2 separate regions of the Macaca mulatta genome follow, and region 2 is linked to region 1. A link is a contact called in public Hi-C data. All regions are on one chromosome and are shown on one strand. The core of a region is the stretch at or near the end of the contact, and the rest is flanking DNA. Distances in the headings are between cores, read along the strand shown.

Evidence for each region. Hi-C and Micro-C count contacts between places; a contact is called where the count stands out from the background.
Region 2: a Hi-C map of blood shows a contact between it and region 1, with 6 times the contacts expected there. The contact joins the promoter of NVL here to the promoter of FBXO28 in region 1. A contact is called at or near these places in 5 of 14 Hi-C or Micro-C datasets (CD4 T cells, blood, cortical neurons and 2 more).

Annotation. Positions count from the first base shown.
Region 1 is chr1:81,770,778-81,776,690 of T2T-MMU8v2.0, reverse strand. It overlaps FBXO28 (F-box protein 28), which reads right to left and starts at 1,893. Exons shown (of 4, transcript XM_077938541.1): 1 at 1,585-1,893. The coding sequence starts at 1,854.
Region 2 is chr1:81,981,173-81,987,845 of T2T-MMU8v2.0, reverse strand. NVL (nuclear VCP like) reads left to right here and starts at 2,412. Exons shown (of 22, transcript XR_013395202.1): 1 at 2,412-2,500; 2 at 6,440-6,513. It also overlaps a transcript of CNIH4 not described here.

The DNA of each region.
Region 1 (5,913 bases), core at 644-3,143:
TTTTAACTCTGGTTAGGACAGGCTGGTTCCCCTGCTCCCCCTACAACTTTACTTTTTTTTTAAATAGTAATATGATCAACAAACAAACAAAACTCCATTTTTCTCAACACTTACAAAATAGAACTGTGAATATTCCAAGCTTTACCAAGCCATTGTCTCGTTGAATGGTTCAATTCAATCAAATGTTATATGCCCAATTTCCCCAACACCATGAAGGTACAGCACGAATTTTGATTAAACGCCATCATTTGTAAAAATCTGAAGGAATATTTAAGATTCTACATGAAATTCTAGGATGAAAATGTTTTGGAAATTCAGAGGCAATCAATTGTGAAATATCTATTTTCAGCTGAAGAAATTTTCCATCCTGCAGACTGGTATCGTTGAACTGCTGTGTTGACTAGAAAAAAAATTGGCCACCAGTTTGAATTGATATTTATAAGCTCTCTTTTAAAAATAAGTTACGATTTCTTTTAAAAATGCAATTATAATCCACTTGAAACTGGAGGAGTAAGCCTACAATACAGCATATTGAGTAATAAGGAAATGTTATACACAGCACATTCAGAGATATGCCTTTGTCCTCTTAAAAACAATTCCCAGCACAGATTTAGCTTCTCCATAGAATCGGTTTGCAATCATTTCAAAATGTCCACCTCCTTCAATTTATTTACCACTTAAAGATACATTCATTGAAAGGCATCAAAATATCTAACTGAACTAACATTCACCACACCTTCAGTCAAACCTCTGGAGTGAAGTAAAAGCCCAATGGCAAATTCATTATTTTTAAAAATCATGGACTGAACTATTGTGATTTTAAGGTATAAAGAAACCTCTCCTAAAGCAGGTGGGTGGGCGTAAATCACTAGTTAAAAATAAATTGCAAAAGAGAAAAAACCCGTCAAGGGGTAAGTTGCTTCACTACGGTGGGAAGCGTTAGGATGAGGCAAAGCAGGAATGGTCATTTCCCAAGGCTCTACTTTAGTGGTCAACTAAGGCGCTGGGGCTAAGGCTAAGTAAACACGTTTCCATTCTTCGGAACCTCTACCTGGTGTGGGGCAGCTGAGCCACCTACTCTACTCAATCTTCTCGAACAAGGAAACTTGGGTGGTTGGGGTGGGGAACAATACGTTATTCTTGCAAGATAAACCAAGCCTGGCTGGGATCATCTGCCTACTTCTGAGTTTTCTCCCCCAATCCAGGCCGGGGACTGGAAGCGGCATACAAAAGGCAGGCGACAAGACCTCTCGGGGTCCACTCTCAGGCCAGGCGGAAGGTGGAAAGACCAATTCCGCTACCCCTCCCGTAGAGGGCCCGCTTCCGGGCGGGGGGCAAGGAGCCCCGAGGGCGAAGTTCCCTCAAGAAGTAACCCCAGCTCCGCAGCTAGGACGCAACTGGGAACCAGCCCACTCCTGCTGACTGACTGCAAGGGAGAGTTCGGAACCGGAGCGGCGCCCTCCCGGATCTGTAGCCGGCTGGGGCTAGCGGGGGGATCCCTCCCCGGGGAACGCGCTCCCTTCTTCTCCCCTCCCAGACCTCGGCCGGGGGGAGAGGGAGGCAGGAGTTGTGCAGGGGCCTCACCAGGCGGAGCTGGCTAATTTCGTCGTAGGACATAAAGCTGAGGATGTTCTCGATGGCTACGATGGGCAGCGCCACAAGCGTGTTGTTTTGAGGCAGCTGGTCCGGAGCCAGCGCCGGGGCTGGCAGCGCCTGGGACCCCGGTTGTGGGTGTTGTGGCGGGGGCGGTGGGGGCTGTCGCTGGGTAGAGCCGGAGGCCAAAGAGGAGCCGCCGTCGCCGTGGCTGCCGCCTCCTTCCTCTGCCATCCGGTCCTCCGCCGCCGCCGCCGCCATTTTGGGGGTTTGATTCCTTACCCCCGCTGCAAGGGGGACAGGGACACTTCCGGTGCGTCACTTCCTCCTCCTGCAGCCGCCGGGGAAGGGGTACCTGGAGGAGTGGGGAGGAGCCTGTGGGTAACAGGCGGAGAGGACTCACAGGATACCTTTCAAGTGGAAGTCAGGGAAGATCATGTAAACCCCAAGAAAGGTGATCATCCTAGACCCTTTTGTCTAAGATTAGTAACTACTTGAGAGCAAGGAAACACTATTTATTAAAATGAACTTCACCGTGCAGTTTTCTTAAAGGGCTTCCTGACAAAGGATGATAAAGATGTTGCCTAATAAGTGTAGATGGAAATAATGTAGTTAGACTAGCACCATTTTTCAGGAATCGTAGAAATGATTGATTTAGGCAAATAAAAACGTGTAAAATATCAATAAGAACTACAACATGGATGAACCGTGAGAACATATTAAGTGAAAGAAGTTAGACACAAAGGACCACATAGTGTATGATTGCATTTATATAGAATGTCTGAAATAGGCAAATCCATAGAGATAAAAAGTAGATTAGTGGTCTCCAGAGGCTGGGGGAAATGGGGAAATGACTGCTAACAGGTGAAGGGTTTCATTTTTGGGGTGATAAAAATGCTCTGGAATTAGTGGTGATGATTACACAACCGTATGAATATGCAAAAACCACTGAATTACTATATGCTTTAATGAATTTTATCATATATGAACTATATTCTAATAACTGATTTAGGCAAGAATTATCAAAAGGTACTAAAACTAGGAGGTAAACGTGATGAGGAACGTGATATTTACATTGTCTCAAAATAACCCCCATAAATTATATATTATTTACAAAGATTAAAAGAAATAGTTTACAAGGCCGGGTGTGGTGACTCATGCCTGTAATCCAGCACTTTGTAAGGCTGAAGCAGGAGAATCACTTTAACCCAGGAGTTGGAGACCAGCCTGGGCAACATGGAGAAACCCCATCTCTATAAAAAAAAATACAAAAAATTCGCCAAATGTGGTGGCAGCACCTGTGGTCCCAGCTATTCAGGAGGCTGAGATGGGAGGATTGCTTGAGTCACAGAAGTTCGAGGCTGCAGTGAACTGTCAGCCCACCGCTGCACTCCAGCCTGGGCAACAGAGCGAGACTCTGTCCCAAAAAAAAAAAAGAAAGTTTACAATAGAGAAATTTGGTGGACACCATCATAACCAAATCATCGAGACTAACATCACGGTTATAGGAGAAGCCAATATCATATGCCTGTTTATATGATACCCTGAGAAGGACACAGCATAATGTAGTATTCATGAAAAAAAAAAACACTTGAGTTGCATTTGTAGACATCACTAGATGACTGGCCCATAAATTATTCAAAAGTATTAACGTTACGAAAGACAAAGACTAAGGGTTTGTGGCAGATTAAAGGAGACTAAAGAGACATGACAACTAAATCTATGGGTGGTCCTGGATGGGATCCTGGATTAAGGGAGAAATAACTATGATGAACATTATTGTAACAACTGGCAAAATTTAAAAATGGACAGTATATTAGATGATATTGTAATCATATTAAATTTTTCAATTTGGATAATTGTATTATGGTCATATAAGACAATGTCTTTGTCTTTAGGAAATACACGTTGAAGGATAAGCATGCTTTGTATTATTTTCCTTTATTTATTTATTTATTTATTTTTTGAGATGGAGTCTTGCTTTGTCACCCAGGCTAGAGTGCAGTGGTGCAATGCAGCTCAGTGCAAACTCCGCTTCCTGTGTTCAAGGGATTCTCCTGCCTCAGCCTCCCGAGTAGCTAATTTTTGTATTTTTAGTAGAGGTGGGGTTTCACCATCTTAGCCAGGCTGGTCTCGAACTCCTGACCTCGTGATCCACCCGCCTCGGCTTCCCAAAGTGCTGGGATTACAGGTGTGAGCCACGGCACCCGGCTGCATGCTTTGTATTATTACACTTTGCTTTCTTGTGCTTCTCAGATATTGCGTTTTTAAAAATGAATTGAAGATTTGTGTCAATCCTTGAGCAAGTCTCTTGGTGCCATTTTTCCAACAGCATGTATTCACCTTGTTTCTTTCTGTCACATTTTGATAATTCCTATGATATTTCAAACTTTTTTTATTATTGTTACATCTGTTATGGTGAGCTGTGATCAGTAATTTTTGTTTGTTGAGGCAGCATCTCACTGTGTCACCCAGACTGGAGTGCAATGACAGGATGATGGCTCACTGCAGCCTCCACCGCCTGGGTTCAAGCAATCCCCCAACCCTGGCCTACTGAGTAGCGGGGACTACAGGTGTGTGCCACCACGCCTGGCTAGTTTTTGTATTTTTTTGTAGAAACAGGATTTTGCCATATTGCCCAGGCTGGTCTTGAACTTCTGTGCTCAAGCAGTCTCCTTGCTTTGGCCTCCCAAAGTGTTGAGATTACAAGAGTGAGCCACCATGCCCGGCAGATCAGTAATCTTTATGTTACTATTGTAATCGTTTTGGGGTGCCACCAATCATGCCCATATAAGATGGCAAATTTAATCAATACATGTAGGTGTTCTGACTGGTTGCTGTTTCCCCATCTCTCTTCCTCTCCTGCAGCTATGGTGGAAATAGCGAGATAACTGAAATTAGAAGTGAAGCCTGAAAATGTGACTAAATTGTTGCTGCAATCTCATGATAAAACTTGAATAGAGGCTGGGTGCGGTGGCTCATGCCTGTAATCCCAGCACTTTGGGAGGCCGAGGTGGGTGGATCACCTGAGGTCAGGAGTTCGAGACCAGCCTGGCCAATGTGGCAAAATCTCATCTCTACTAAAAATACAAAAATTAGCTGGGTGTGGTGGCATGCGTCTGTAATCCCAGCTACTCAGGAGGCTGAGGCAGGAGAATTGTTGGAACCCAGGAGGCAGAGGTTGCAGTGAGCTGAGATTGTGCCACTGCACTTCAGCCTGGGCAACAAAAGCGAGATTCCAGCTCAAAAAAGAAAAAAAAAAAAAGAAAAAAAGCCAAACTTGAATGGATTGAATGGATGAGGAGTTGCTTCTTATGAATGAGCAAAGCAATTGATTTCTTGAGGTGGAATCTGCTCCTAGTGAAGATGCTGTGATCATTATTAAAAGACAACAAAGGATTTAGAATATTACATAAACTTAGTTGATAAAGCAATGGCAGAGTTTGAGAAGATTGACTCCAGTTTTGAAAAAAAGTTCTACTGTGGCAAGATGTTATCAAACAGCATCATATGCCATGGAAAAATCTTTGTGAAAGAGTCGATCAGTGTGTCAAACTTCATTGCTGTCTTACTTTAGAAAATTGCCGCAGTCACCCTAACCTTCAGTAACTACCATCCTGTTCGATCAGCAACTGTTAGATTGCGGTAAGACCCTCTACCAGCAAAAAGATTATGACTCGCCAAAGGCTCAGATGGTTAGCATTTTTTAGCAATAAAATATTTTCAAATTAAGGTATATCTTTTTTTAGACATAATGCTATTGCACACTCAACAGACTACAGTTTTATATAAACATAACTTTTATATGCACTGGGAACCAAAACTTTTGTGTCACTGGGTTTATTGCACTACTTTATTGTGGTGGTCTGTGTGGTCTCTCAATATCTCAGAGGTATTTCTCTATTTAGGGGTAGAGGGAAATGATGCCTCAAATTACTTTCAAATGGTTCAAGTAAATAGATAATGAGATTAATATAGCAAATACAACAAGTGTTATTAATTGATGGATTTGGTTGAAGAGTATACCAGAGTCTTCCTTGTACTATCTTGTAATTATTTCAGGATAAAAAAATTTAAAGGTTGCCTAAATTTTTCATATCTTTGTATACTTATAATATCCTATGACAAAGATAAAGGTATACAAATCACTGTTTTTTGTTTTTTGTTTTTTTTTAGACAGGGTCTCACTGTCTTACCCAGGCTGTGGTGCAGTGGCATGATCATAGCTTACTGCAGCCTTGACCTCCTGGGCTCAAACGATGTTCCTACCTCAGCCTACCAAGTAGGGACTACAGGTGTGCACCACCATGCCTGGCTACT
Region 2 (6,673 bases), core at 1,163-3,662, 210 kb before region 1:
TTCAAGTGATTCTCCTGCCTCAGCCTCACAAGTAGCTACAATTACAGGCATGTGCCACCACGCCCAGATAATTTTGTATTTTTAAGTAGAGACAGGGGTTCACCACATTGGTCAGGCTGGTCTTGAACTCCTGACCTCAGGTGATCCACCTGCCTCTGCCTCCCAAAATGCTCGGATTATAGGCATAAGCCACCATGCCCGGCCTCAGTGTGTTTTCATTCTATGTTGGACATTTGGCACGCAAAGAATTACATTTCATTTTAAAAATTACTAAGCATTGACTAAATTTGTACTATATGCTGTAGAGAATCTTTCCTAACATTTAATGTAATCAAGCATATAAATAACTAATCTAACTTTTAAAATGTTATAAAAAGTTACAGTTATAATTCTTCCACTTTTCCCCACAAGCCTAAAGCGCAGAGCAGAGACTGAAACTGGTAGGCACTCAATATACACTTGTCAAATGAATGCAAGGAGGCTGGAAAGTCCCATATCAAGGAGTTGTTATTTGGTGAGGGCCTTCTTGCTGTGTCATCCCATGGCAAAAGGCAGAATGGCAAAAGAGCCAAATTTTACTCACCTTAAAAGTGAAGGAAAGGCCAGGTGCAGTGGCTCATACCTGTAATTCCAGCACTTTAGGAGGCCAAGGCAGGTGGATCACCTGAGGTCAGGAGTTCGAGATCAGCCTGGCCAACATGGCAAAATGCCATTTCTACTAAAAATACAAAAAATTAGCCGGGCATGGTGGCACATACCTGTAGTCCCAACTACTCAGGAGGCTGAGGTGTTAGAATCTCTTGAATCCAGGAGGTGAAGGTTGCAGTGAGCCAAGATTGTGCCACTGCACTCCAGCCTGGGCAACAGAGCAAGACTCCTTCTAAAAAAAAAGAAGAAAAGAAGGAAATTCTAACACATGCTATATGAGGGCATTAAGCTAAGAAACAAGCCACTCACAAAAGTCAAATATGGGAAGATTCCACTTATATGAGGAAGTTAGTGTAGTCAAAATCATGAAGACAGTAAGTAGAATGGCAGTTGCCAGGGGCTGGGGGGAGGGAGGAATGGGAAGTTATTTTTTAATTAGTATAGAGTTTCAGTTTTACAAGATGAAAAGAGTTCTGGAGCTAGATGGCAGTGATGCTTGCATATTATGAATGTATTAATATCACTAAACTGCACACTTTAAAATGTTTAAGATTGTAAATGTTCTTATATTTTACCACAACTAAAAAAAATAAAAATAAAACAGTATATATAGTGAAGAAGAAATGAAGTTGCAACCAAAGGGACCAATATTTTGGGTGAGAAATCTAATACTTAATTCAGTGCTAATTTTTACATTTTTAGTAGAGACAAGGTTTCACCATCTTGGCCAGGCTGGTCGTGAACTCCTGACCTCAAGTGATCTGCCCGCCTTGGCCTCCCAAAGTGCTGTGATTACAGGTGAGAGCCACCTCGCCCGGCCTCACACCCTTGTGTGTGATTCTCTTAATTCCATTTTCTCTCTTCCCCTCTGCCCCTTAATATACTGCACTTCACCTTGTCATGAGCCAAGTAGGACCTGAAATAAGAATACTCAAAACACGGAAGAAATAAACAAGAAGACAGAAACTAAAGCCCGTTTTTTTTGTTTGTTTGTTTTTTGTTTTTGTTTTTTTTTTTTTTAGTGCTTGGTAACTATCCCTTTGTGTCTCCCTAAGTGCAGGATAAACTTCTTGGGGCAAATACAAATGTTTGATAAAATCTGGGCCAAGGAGTCTTGCACTGGATATATTCAACAAATTACCTGCCGATGATAACAGCGTAAGTAAAACGAGTTCTGAAAGTAACAAATGACTTAGTTATCCTCAGTTATAAGGATAAATCCGTCCTTTTCTTTTTCACCTAGCCCTTTTGTTGGGCCTCTAAAATGTAAGGTAACTACGTGGGAAAGCAAGCAACAGCTGGTAGTGTGTTTTTACCCTGATTTTATCACTCCAAGTATCTACCATCGCTGGCTTTGCGAAGACTAGCTTTGTATCAGAACGAGGTGCGGCCGGAACGCCTGAGGAAAGCAAACCAACTTTCCCAGCCGACGCGTTGACAGCGTGTCCCCACGCTGCGCCGGGGTAGGAACTTCCTCCAGCCTGGTTCGCCCGGCGGGGAACCAATAAAGTTGAGCGCGTTCAAAGGGGTCCTAATCTTCCAGGGCCCACTGGGCAGGCCTGCAAAATAAGGCCCCTAGAAACTCCCTGAGGTTTGCAAGTCTTCTCCCGCTCCTCGGAATTCCCCCCCGCCTCATTCGCATTACTTTTATTCTGACGGAAACGGCGCGGGCTAGGCCCCAGGAGGGGCGCTTTTCAGGTGCAACTGGCCCGGCGATCGCGGTGGGCAACCCCTACGAGGCCCCCGGTTGACTGGGAGCTGACGGTCCGAGCTGTGGCTTTGGAAGACCCAGACGATGAAGCCTAGACCCGCCCGGTTCGTGGATAATAAACTCAAGCAACGAGTCATCCAGGTGTGTATTCTGCACCGCTCGGTCTCGCCAAGGGCCCCGATCACTGCCCCAGGGTGCCACTCCCCTTTTTTTCGGGTGGCGTCCACGTGGAACTCAACTAGTCTTCTTTTCTCCAGTCTGGGTCTGGGCGTGCGTCTGTTCCTCCTTCGTTGGTGGTGCCGGGGCCTTCCCTACCCACGTTGGTGCGGAGTCTCAGCAGAAACCGGGGACAGTGGGAGGGTGCAGCTTGGTGGGGCTGCCGAGGATGTCTGGTCGTCTTCAGCGCAGATCATTCAGTAGAGTGGAGTTAGCCTTTGAATTTTAACCTCTTTGACTTGTGAAGTTAGTACAGGAATGGTCTTCAAACGCTCGCATTGTAAGAGGTCCTTGAAAAGGGGTGGCATAAATAATACGTTAATTTCCGCTGTCAAGGAACTTACACACTAAAACGAGATAACACGGTCTGGCAACAGTAACAGGCACTTTGCCTACGGTTTTCTCATTTTCATGACCATCAGTAAAAAGCAGTGTGTGGCAAATACCTTAGAATGTAAACAAGCAGTCTGAGTTAAAAGGCGGGAGAGAATTTTCTTCACTTAGGAATTGGTGAGCTACACATTCTCCTTGTTTTTCTTTCACTTCACCAGCCCCTAAACAATCTCCTTTTCGGACCCATCTTTTCCTACCAACTTGTAAATGTTGGAAGTGCTCTGAGCCACTGTTCTCTTCCCTTCCCTTCCTCCTCTTTCCTCATACACCTTTCTTATCTATCCATACTTCCTATGTGATCTCATTTAGTCTAATAACCTTTGAATAGTTCTATGTATTCTATTATCTATATATTTATTTCATTTTATTTTTATTTTTCTGAGACACAGTCTCGCTCTGTTGCCCAGGCTAGAGTTCAGTGGCTGTTCATGGGCACAATCGTAGCTCACTGCACCCCCGGCCTCCCTGGCTCAAGCAATCCTCCCTCCTCAGCCTCCCCAGTAGCTGGGACTACAGGTGTGCACCACCACATCTGGCCAATTTATTATTATTATTATTATTATTATTATTATTATTATTTGTAGAGACGGGGTTCCACTATGTTACTCTGGCTGGTCTCTAACTCCTGGGCTCAAACGATCAGTCCTCAGCCTCCGAAAGTGCTGGGATTACCGGTGCAAGCTGCTGTCCTGTCCTCTATATATTTATGACGGCTAAATTTGTATCTGCTGTCCAGATTTTATCTTGAAGTACAGATTGATATATCCAGCTGCCTAGTTAGCGTATCTCCAAATTAAAATGGCCAAGTGGAACTTGTGATTTTTTCTTCCTTCAAACCTGCCCTTTCTTAGTGTTCTGTATCTCGGTAAGTGATACCACCGTTTGTCCAGTTGTTAAGGCCAAAAGCCTTAAGGGTCATTCTGAGTCTTTCTTTCATTTCCTGTATACCATCCATCAACAGCGTGGTTTGCTTTACTTTCAAAATATATTCCAAGTACTTCTTACTGTCTTTCCCTATAACCATCTTAGTCCAAACCATCATCTCTACCTTATACTATTGCAATAGCCTCCTAACTGGTCTTTCTGAGTCTGCTTTTACCTAAAGCCTATTCCCCACAGAGCAGCCAGAGACATCTAATTTTTTTTTTTTTTTTCGTTCACTGCAACCTCTGTCTCCTGGGTTCAAGCGATTCTTCTGCCTCAGCCTCCCAAGTAGGTGGGATTACAAGTGCATGCCATCACGCCTGGCTAATTTTTCTATTTTTAGTAGAGACGAGGTTTCACCATGTTGGCCAGGCTGGTCTTGAATTCCTGACCTCAGTTGATCTGCCCGCCTCAGCCTTCCAAAGTGCTGGGATTACAGGCGTGGCCAAGACATCCTTTTAAAGGGAAAAATTAGGCTAGGGGAGGGATAGCATTAGGAGAAATACCTAATGTAAATGACGGGTTGATGGGTGCAGGAAACCACCATGGCCCTTGTATACCTGTGTAGCAACCTGCATGTTCTGCACATGTATCCCAGAACTTAAAGTATAATTTAAAAAAAAAAAAAAAAGGGAAAAATCAGAGCTTGCCATAGCCCTGCTCAAAACCTTTCAGTGGAGTCACAGACATCTAGAGTAAAACCCAGTCAGAAAAGCCCTGCATATTCTGGCCTCTGTTGTCCTAGTTTACTTTTCGTCTCCTGTTCCAACCACACAGACCTTCTCAAACATGCCAAGCACAGGACCTTTGTTCTCGTTGTTCACTCACTCTGAATTACTCTTCCTCTGGATGTTCCCGCATCCCACAACTTGCTCCTTCACTTTATTCAAGTTTCTGAGCATTGACTCCTAATTACTGCATCTAGTGGCCTCTTCTCTGTCCTCACACTTGACTGCTTTTCAACGTTTGACATTATCAGTCTTCCTCTGTAGCTTTCACTTCGGTTCATTATAAAAGTACAAATTGAATATCCCTTATTCTAAATGCTTAAGACCAAAAAATGTTTCAGATTGATTTTTTTCAGGGTTTGGAATGTTTGTGTATACATAATGAGATATTTGGGGATGGGACCCAAGTTAAACATGAAGTTTACTTATGTTTCATATACACCTTATACACATGGCCTGAAGATAGTCTTACACAAGATTTTAAATAAATTTTCACTTAGCTATATATTTAATTTAATTTAATTTTAATTTTTTATTTTTGAGACTGGGTCTCACTCTGTCACCCAGGCTGGAGTGCAGTGGTGTAAACAGTGCTCACTACCACCTCAAACTCATGGGGTCAAGTGATTCTCCCACCTCAGCCTCCCATGTAGCTGGGACCACAGGTATGCACTATCACGTCTGGCTAATTTTTAAATTTTTCATAGAGATGAGATCTTACCATCTTGGCCAGGCTGGTCTGGAACACCTGGACTCAAGCAATCCTCCCACCTTGGTCTCTCAAAGTGCTGGGATTACAGGTGCAAGCCACCACGCTCAGGCTATTTTATTTATTTATTTATTTTTGAGACAAAGTCTCGTTCTGTTATCCAGGCTGGAGTGCAGCGGCTCGATCATAGCTCACTGCAGTCTCTAAGTCTGGACTTAAGCGATCTCCCACCTTGGCCTCCCAAAATGCTGGGAGTATAAGCACAAGCCACCACACCCAACCAATTTTTAAATTTTTTTGTAGAGATGAGATCAAACTTTGTTGCCCAGGGTGGTCTCGAACTCCTGAGCTCCCAAAGTGTTGGGATTACAGGTATGAGCCACCATGCCCAGCCAAAAGGTGATTTAATATTGAAACTAGGGGCCGGGCGCGGTGGCTCAAGCCTGTAATCCCAGCACTTTGGGAGGCCGAGACGGGTGGATCACGAGGTCAGGAGATCGGGACCATCCTGGCTAACATGGTGAAACCCCGTCTCTACTAAAAAATACAAAAAACTAGCCGGGCGAGGTGGTGGGCGCCTGTAGTCCCAGCTACTTGGGAGGCTGAGGCCGGAGAATGGCGTGAACCCGGGAGGCGGAGCTTGCAGTGAGCTGAGATCCGGCCACTGCACTCCAGCCTGGGCAACAGAGCGAGACTCCGTCTCAAAAAAAAAAAAAAAAAAAATTGAAACTAAATTGCCTCAAGCTCGTAGTTCTGCAGTATCTGACAGATGTCAAATATCACTGTGTTCCTTGAAGTTTAAAATATCCCCTGCTGCCCTTATGAGTTTATTGCAGTGTTCTAGGGTGTTTGGAAACCTAGGATATTAGTAAGTAAGCCATCACTTACTGCCTTGTAACTATGCTCGTAATAATATTGTGTTATAGTGATTACTAATGTTAATTAAATTTTCTGATTTCAGACTTGACAATTATTGGTTACTTTTATTTATGTTTCTGGTATGCTTTATTAATGAAGAGTTTATCTTAAAGTATAAAGCTCAATCTGTTGATTAAAATCACTGAATTTGAAATATTGAGTGTTTTATATTTGTTATATTTTCTGTTTTAGTACCTTACCGGTAACAAATGTGGCAAATATGTAGACATTGGAGTCTTAGCATCTGATTTACAAAGAATGTACAGGTAAATAAATAGTTTCCAGATCCTTGAATTTTTATTTCCCCTTTACCATTTTGAAAGTTTATATCCTGCTTAAATTTCTAGTTGATATCAATAGCTGCTGGCATTAGTTCACCAATCCATAATCTTGGAACTCAATTTGGTTATGCATACATTTATCAAA